Linked DNA regions of Mus musculus: region 1 is linked to region 2. A link is a contact called in public HiChIP or PLAC-seq data. All regions are on one chromosome and are shown on one strand. The core of a region is the stretch at or near the end of the contact, and the rest is flanking DNA. Distances in the headings are between cores, read along the strand shown.

What was found. HiChIP or PLAC-seq counts read pairs in DNA pulled down with a chosen protein or histone mark.
Region 1: a contact with region 2 is called in an H3K27ac HiChIP or PLAC-seq map of heart atrium, with 5 read pairs. The contact joins the enhancer-like site here to the promoter of Rgs6 in region 2. A contact is called at or near these places in 1 of 39 promoter capture datasets (frontonasal cranial neural crest), 1 of 484 Hi-C or Micro-C datasets (cortical neurons), 4 of 115 datasets of contacts at active chromatin or transcription factors (embryonic forebrain, embryonic stem cells, heart atrium and 1 more) and 1 of 9 other capture datasets (adipose tissue).

What each region holds. Positions count from the first base shown.
Region 1 is chr12:82,720,559-82,724,773 of GRCm38.p6, reverse strand. The region is part of intron 2 of Rgs6 (regulator of G-protein signaling 6); the gene reads right to left. Among named protein-coding and RNA genes, the nearest start is that of Gm22149, 50 kb to the left of the region's middle. Within about 2 kb of position 1,488, at least 6 of the 459 cell types and tissues checked have an H3K27ac peak or open chromatin away from gene starts, as enhancers often do. A contact at or near this core is called in heart atrium, where this site is marked.
Region 2 is chr12:82,613,881-82,618,202 of GRCm38.p6, reverse strand. Rgs6 (regulator of G-protein signaling 6) reads right to left here and starts at 1,278. Exons shown (of 17, transcript NM_015812.4): 1 at 820-1,278.

The sequences.
Region 1 (4,215 bases), core at 239-2,738, 110 kb before region 2:
TTGTGAAAAAATTATATAAATTCAATATCTATTTGATAGTAGGAACTGGGTTATCAGTTTAAAAAAAATAAAAGACATGGTCAAATAAAATATTCACAACAACCTGACAGTACAAATAAAACACTGGAGATAACAAATGTCAAGGAAACTGCATCCTCACCAGTGTGACTCGGCTCTCACAGGGTAGGGTGCTTTCAGCCACTGTTGGCTGGGAAGCAATTTGTTGGGCCACTAACTATGGAGTTAAGAGAAAGTAACTTAATCTCTCTGAAATTGAAGGTCTTCATCTGTTAAATCAAAGAGCTGGAGTAGATGGAGCCTGGCCATATTTCCCTTCCTCAAGTTTTATCATGCTCATAAATATCACTGGTTTAAAAAAATGCTTTTTATATATACTATGTAGACTTTTATAAAGAACAAATGAGTGTGTCCGTGGAGGGGATATTCTTGGTGACGCTAAGAATTATGGGACTTTGGAACTGTGTCATGGTTAACCTACCAGAAGACCCTCTGTAATCACTGGGCACCAAGTGTGTGCACAAGCACAGACACAGCCATCAAGAGATGGCATCTGAACACCTACACTCCATTGCCAGCTATTTTGTTACATACACTTCAAGAGAAATTTTAGGGGTTGGATGGTCTAAAACAAGATATTACAAACCTTGCTGAGCCCTTAGCATGTCTGTGGAAACTGGACTGTGTTGCACAAATGTCTTCCCTGAGATATGTAAATAACATCTACCCCCCGTTTATAAGATCCAATTGACAACAATGCACAATACATTCCACCGAACTTCATCTAGGAGAGCCAATGAATTTATTGGGCTTATCTTCAGAACACGGGTGAGGTGCTGCTCACAGGTGCATGAATAACCCCGAAGCTTCCAAAATAGAAACATTTCACCCCAACAGATGATGGTTTCCCCATAAGCACATAGATAGAATTTTTGCCTTCAATTAATCTTCCTCGGGCTCTATAGCACTGCTTCTCAACCTGTGGGCTGTGACCTTTTTGGGGGGTCAAATGAGCCTTTCACAGAGGTTATATATCAGATATTCTACATAGCTACATATTTACTCTATGATTCATAACAGTGGAAAAATTACAGTTATGAAATAGCAATAAAAATTGAATCCTTGGGGTCCCCACAGCATGAAGAACTGCATTCAAGGGTTGAGGGCCACAGCATTAGGAAGGTTGAGAACCACTGCTCTGGAGTCTAGTACATGAGGCCATGTTCAGTTAGGGCAGAAACACATGCAAATGGCTGGTAGAAAAAGCTGAAATCTTGGGAAAGGGTACTGTGACCTCCTTCTAGGAAGAGCTGCTCACAGTCAACAAGCCTAGCCATGATGGTCACTTGTAAGCCAGCACAGCTGAATGCAGCTGAACTAATGAAGACAGAGGTCATTCCTCAGAGGAGAGCACGCTACGAGAGGCTGAGTGCAGCTATGCCGCTGATAAATCGGTGCCTGTCAGGCAGAAACACTTACATGGAAGATGACAGGCAAAGAGAGTCATGACTTGACAGTGTGATATCCAGCATCAGAGCGACAGGCAAACATTTGCACCACGGAAGAGTGAGTGGCAGTCACTCAACTATGTCATGCTTACTTCCCAGCATGCAGAGCGGGTGATCCTGAGGCCAAACCGAGTGCAGAGGGTAGCTCATCCTTCAAGAGACTGGGCAGGAGTGTGAAGCTGATCCAGAATTCCAGAATTCCAGAATTCACTGCTGAGCTAGACTGGAATGAGTTTCAAAGGGCCCAAGGATGAAGCCTTTGGTAGTCACTGATGGGGGATTTAGTGCAATTCAAGGATGCTAGTAAGTGGCTATCATGCACATGCCTCGGGGACAGGAAGGTGACTTCAGAACAAGCTTCCTGGAGAGCATCTCCGTAGAGAATGTTGTGATTAGAAATGGCATCAACAGGTAGGAGCGAAGCTAGGTGCAAAGACCTGTCATCCTGGCCACTATGAAGGCAGAGGCAGAGGTTCACAAGTTCAAAGCCCGCCTGGTCTATGGAATGAGTACAGGGCCAGCTGTGTAACTTAGAAGACCATAAAGAATGATCTGGACATGTGGCTCAGTGGTTGAGTATTTGCCTAATCTGTGTAAAGCCAGAGGTTCAACCCCTATTACTAAAAACATCACAACAATAAACAAATAATCCTGCATACATTTTTGCACGTGGCCAATAGAACCAGTGATTCAAAGGTGCCCCCCCCCACACACACACCATGATATAACTTTCTCTCACAGAGCTTCACTTCTTTAAAACCCTACTACTTCTTAACAGCTCCACAGCTTACAATCAAGCCTTTCATGTGTGGGACTTGAGGAACGTTTAAGAGCATAGCCACGTGACAGCCCAAGGATTTATCCCACAACACCCAGAGAGATAATAATGTGGCTTTTAGCACGGGTGCCCTGAAAAGGGTATGCAGTTCCCGATGGCCTTGATGAGGTTTGCATGGCAAAATGTAACCACCGACCTCATTGTGATGCTTGCTTGACGAGCCACTGTTTGTTCTCACATGAAATGCAGCTTAAGAGCATGTTGTGCTTCATTAGGTGGTCACAGCTGCACTGCAGATCTGTGCAGATGCAGTATAATATGAACATAGTTTAAAATACATAAGCCATAGGCCAACATTGCGAGTCAAAGTCTTGCAATGGGTTGAGAAAATAACCCACCATGTTCAGAAAGACTTCCATTCCCTTGAACATGAATCTCAGAGTTATTCTTAAGCACACATAGAAGCCATTGTCAACCAAAGCTGCTCTTGTAGGGCAAAATAAGAAGTAAAAAAAAATATATCATACAAGTTGACATTTTTGAAATCTCTGCTTGGGTGCCCAAGAACCAGAGATACTGATCTATATTCATAGGTCGGTGCCTTATTCATCCATCATCAGAGAAATCAAAGAAACTTCCTCCTGCGGCAGACGAGAACAAATAAAGAGACCCACAGACTGACATTACACACACAAAGAGAGGGAGAGAGAGACAGAGAGAGAGAGAGAGACAGAGAGACAGAGATGCTGGGATGCACTGCTCTCAATAAGATGTCCATCAACTCCATCCCCTCGGGGCTCAGGGATCCCCGTGGAGAAGGAAGCAGACAGACTGGGGGAGTCAGAGGAGATGGAGGACACCAGGAGAACAAGGACTTCTAAAACAACTGAGCACATCTTGAATAGACTTGCAGAGACTGAAGCAGTGCACACAGGGACCACACTACATCCCCTGCATATACACATACGCCTTAAATTTCGTACGTTTCTGGGACTACCCAATGTGTCTCTGACTCTTGGACCTTCCCTTGGGGCTCTTTTATTTTTGTTGGCTTGTCTTGCCCAACTTCATTGGGATGGTTTTCATTTTATCTTATATTTTAGTTTGTTATGTGTGGCTGCTATATCCTAAAAGCCTGTTCTTTTCTAATGAGAGACAGAAAGGGGGTGGAACTGGATGGGAGGAAAGGTGGAGAGAAACTGGGAGCAGTAGAGGGAGGGGAAACCATTCAGATTGTATTAAAGGAAAGAATCCATTTTTAATAAAAAAGGAGAAATGAAAGCTCAGTGTCTAATAAGAAATAAGTTGTTTAAGAAACATACAGCTGCTCTATACCCCCCAAATTAATGCATCTTACAAAATAAACTGAGAATACTGATCCAATGACAGAGATATATGTATGGAACCTAATTTTTGAGTTATCAATGGGAACAACTCTATGTGACATACATCAGTAAACTCCTTTGTTCGTCTGAGTTGGTATTCCCTCCCTGGACATCCAATGACTCCATCAAAATGTACTGATGCAGGTCCAAAGGGAACACTTGCTTCCAGCTATAAATCTAAGCAATGAGACACCCCAGGACCATGTACCAAGTACAGCCACCTTCCGGTACAGACACAGGTAGACTTAGACAAGAGGTTAAAGGTCGCATTTGAAGAGGTGAGAAGGTTACCCCAAATTAAGTAAGAATGCTGGTAGACAAATTGATAATGCATTTTCCCAATTCTGGAAGCCTTCCCCAAGTTCCAGAGATTTCTGGAGATATACTATGTGTAGGTCCAAGAAGGAAGAGAGCAAAGGTTTAGCCCTAGAGACCAGTGTGACCTGAGGCAATTTCTTAAGTTCTCTGAATTCTACATTCTCTTATCTGCCAGTGAGAAAATTCTGATGGTTAGCATGAAAAATGG
Region 2 (4,322 bases), core at 29-2,528:
TGGTGGGCTTTAACCTCCTCCTGGTTGCCTTTCAAGTTTTCCTTTAGGGCTGCTAAAGGGCTTTTATCAGAACTTACCTACAGGTCCAGTTTCTAAGCAGGCACTGATGCTGCGAGAATAATTCCAAACCAACGAGATTCAAAACATGTTCAATTTATTTGCAGACTTAGAAATGCCACTGTCTCCGTGAGAGAGAAAACGCACCCACTTTGTCAAATTAAAAAAGAATGAAAACCCGCAGCTTTTCCTCTGAACAAATTTAAATTTTCTGGGTCACTTCCCTCATCACACTTTTTAAGCAGCCTGACCTGCTCAGAAAAGCCTATACCTACCGTCTGTGAAAGCAACTCCCAAGCCTCAGACCTCACCACCCGCCCCTGCGGTCCTCACCTCACCACGGAGCCTCGCCCTTTCAACCCACAAATCGGGAGCTTATTCTCAGGAAAAGTTGCTGGAGGTAGATTCCCCCACCTGCGCTCTCCGAGCGGATGGCTGGGAAGAAGAGAAAGCCTTCGGGGCCCCGCACGCCCTCCAGGCCCAGGCTCGGAGCGCGTCCCACCCCAAAGCCGGGAAGGCGATTTCCACGCAGACCTGCACCCATCCCACACAAGTCCGCATGCCAGCTCGCCGAGTCACTTACGTAAGCTCGCCCTGCACAGTCCCAAACTGCAGACACACACCCGCACCTGTCACGCATCCGAAATGGACAAGCGCCCACCCCCGAGGAATGCAAGCCACACAGATCGGGGCGCGGGTGCGGCTTCCATTCCTTTTCCTCCGGGTTCTTTTCTTGTCCCTTTTTTGTCCAACTACAATTACCTTAGCAACCAAAGAATTGTCTCGACTCGCTCCGGCGTCTCAGTTTCTCCTAAAGCCCGGCTGGCGCCCGGCTCATGATAAGGCTGGGGAACCCGGGAGTCGCCAGCTCTCGGGGGGTGGAGGAGCGGCCAAATCTGTCCGGGCACTGCTCTCCCGAGTGTCGCCTTCTCCTCCTCTTCCACCTTCTTGGTGCCACTCTACGAGGCGGCGACCGCAGGGGGCTCAGCGAGCACACTGTACAGCTCCGGACCCGGGAGGAGGCGCGGCGGGTCTCATGGTGCCAGGGCGCGGGGCTCCCGGGGTGTTTCCCTCGCCCCTCGCTGGTCCGGACCGGAACCGCCCCCTCGGCGCCCGCAGCAACAGGGACCCCGGGGCGCCCCCGGGCGGAGTTCTTGGCCACCCGGTGGGGGCCGATCGCCAAGGAGCTGCCCGGAGTCGCGCAGCCCAGGCGCTCGGCTCGGCCGCTGCCGCAGCGGCGCCCGCTGTCGGGGACCCAGAGCAGCTGCAGCCTCGCGCCGCGCACCTGGGCGCCCGCACCTGGCCTGAGCCACGCGCTATGAGCGGGACCCTGACACCTGAGCACGTTCTTAGGTCGCCGCCGCCAGGCTCACCTGTCCCGGCGCCGCCCGGGGTACGGATCAGGCCCTGTGCAGCAAGCGAGGAAAAAAATAATCTGCAGATTCCAGGCAACCGAGCAGCTACCTAGAAAACTGAGGGACTGTGTTAAACAAGCCAAGGCTCCTCTCCTTGCTGCCAGGATGACCGTGTACTGAAACTTTAGTGGCGCCAAGGTGCTCACGATTCTGGCCTGAGGTGCTGTCCCGGTAGCTTTTGAATCCCTCACTGACGTGGGGCTGGCGCCCTCTAAATTAAAATGAGCCAGTGCGTTCGTCAGAGATATTGTTGCTAATCTCGTGGTTTTATTTATTCAACGTTTACACCACACAGCGTTGGGAGCGCTTTGTGGTTGATACTATCTTGAAACAATACAAAAGGGAATCTAAGGGGGAAACTATGCACAATATCCTTGGGCAAGAAGAGAAGCTTTGACATTCAAATGAACAAGGGTAACTTGAATGGACATTTTAACCTGAGAGTCCTGAAACGTGATTTTTGATGACTTATGACTGGGTTGCAGATGTAGCTCACCTAATATAGTGCTTTCCCCAGCACTGAGTAAACCCCGACAGAGATGGTATCCACCTGTAATACTCAGGGGCTGGAAGCAGAAAGAACAGAAGTTCGAGGCCAGCTTTGGCTACTTAGGGAGTCCGTGAGTCACACTGGACTACATGAAGGCCTGTCTCAAATTATTTTAGGGAACTGTAGTTGGAGGTAGGACAAGGTGGTTGGTACTAAATAGTTACCAGTAGATGTGTATGTATGTCAATGTTACCAACACCAATAATAAATCAGTAATTTATACTTTAGTGTATTAATCACAGAAAAAAATAAATAAATTACTCCAAGTCATTGGGGATGAATGATCTGGACTCTTCATCTTTATGGCTCTGGGGGTGAAAATTTAAAGTTTCCTTGGCAATATGCATGTTTGTCAACACTGCTGTGCATAAATATGCAAATAACAAAGAACATCAGTTAAAGGTAAATAGATTCTTCTGAATGTAAATCCATTCTTCTAAAATGGCAGATTGTTAAAGATGGCTTCTGATTGAGCGAGGCCCGAGGACAAGGCTGCTAACTCAGAAGGTGGCCTTGGGTAGGATCCAACCCCTGTAAATAACACCTATAACCATGGATTTCTATAATATACTGATTCAAGAAAATAGACATGTCTGTGTTGTTTCCTCACATAAAGCTAGTGTGCTAGCCACACTAAGAGTGACCTGTTTTTAGGAACTGTACTCTGAAGTCTGAAGGGGTCAGTGAGTGTAAGTTGGAGATAAGATGTGCCTAGGAACCCTGTGTGTGCCCTATTGGTAGGGGTAAGCACTTTAAGTCAGAGGTGGGACCCAGTAGAAGGAAGCTGGGTCCATGGAGGGGTCCCACTGAAGGGTGTATGATGAGACTAGCTCCTCCCTCAGTCTCCACGCAGTATACAGGTCTCCTACCAGCATCCTCCAAGACAGTAGCTTGAAGCACAAGACCAAAAAACCATAGGCTAAAAATCTCTGAAACTTGACGCCAAAAGAAGTCTTTCCTTCTTGTAAATTGTTTGTCTCCAGTATTTTGCCACTGGGAAGAGAAAGTGCCTAATACACAGTCATTTGTTACTTATTCACAGATGGTTGGAAACTAGGAACACCCAAATAAAGTGAACAAACGAACTAGTCTGTCCACCTGCTCGTGTAATGTGTTTTGTAATTCAATATGACTTCAGAAGAGATGGCTTAAAAAGATACACTGAGGTATAATTGTTCTCTTCGCCAAGATGAACAACAAAGACTTTGTCTTCATTTAATTTTATGTGTATGGATGTTTTGCCTGCATGTATGTGTACCCTGTGTGTGCAATACCAGCTGGAGGCCAGAAGAGGTGACAGATCCCCTGGGACCAGAGTTAGAGCTGGTTGTGAGCCAGAATGAGGGTTCTTGGAACCAAATTCAGCACCTCTGGAAAAGATGCTCTTAACCGCCGAGTCATCTCTCTAGCCCCTAAAGACTCATCACTTTTGACAAGTGTCCCTCACAGGTTTCCTTGAAGTATTATCTCATCATTAACTGAGATAAAAAGACAGTCTCTCTGCACACTACTCAGTGAATATATACAATTTCACTCTGCATATCACACTGTGAATATGTACAATCCCACTCTGCCTGTTTCCATTAGCCAACCTCGTATTCCTGAAGGCCTTGCTACACAGAACAATCTTTCCAGAAACTCTAAAGTATAAAATAAATATAGTAATGTATAAAATCCTGAATCTTTTCATCACTTCATTACCAGATGAGGGGCTACAGCTAAGCCTGTGATAGAATTGCCATTGGGACATCTCTGTTAACTTCATTTTAATAACTTCATTAAGAGCAAAGATAGAACAGTTGCATGTACACGCCTCTGAAACATTTAGAGGCTGTGGGTTTGTGGAGGGCAATGAGTTTGAGTATGAGATAACCCACATCTTGGGTTATGGATTTGTTATATTTAACAGTACATGTTACATATCCATCTCAACTTTCCTTCAGTGTGTGTTATGTGTAGTTTGTTATTTGGGGGGGGGGGGTGATATGTGCAATGTATGTTTGTATATGTGAGTACAAATGGACACCACAGTGTGTCTATGGAGGTCAGAGGAAAACCTTGGGTGTTAGTGTTTCTCCCACTTCACTTGAGACAGGGTCTCCTGGTTGTTCGAAGCTGTGTTCACAAGGCCTGCAAGCTTCCAGAGATTCTCCTATCTCTGTTTCCCGTCTCCTGCAGAAACACAAGGATTGCAGGCACACACTATCCTGCCTGGCTTACATGGGTCGGGAGAATTCAAATGTCGTCACAAATGTGCACCCACTGAGCCATCTCCCTGGCTTATGTATGTAGTCTTTCAT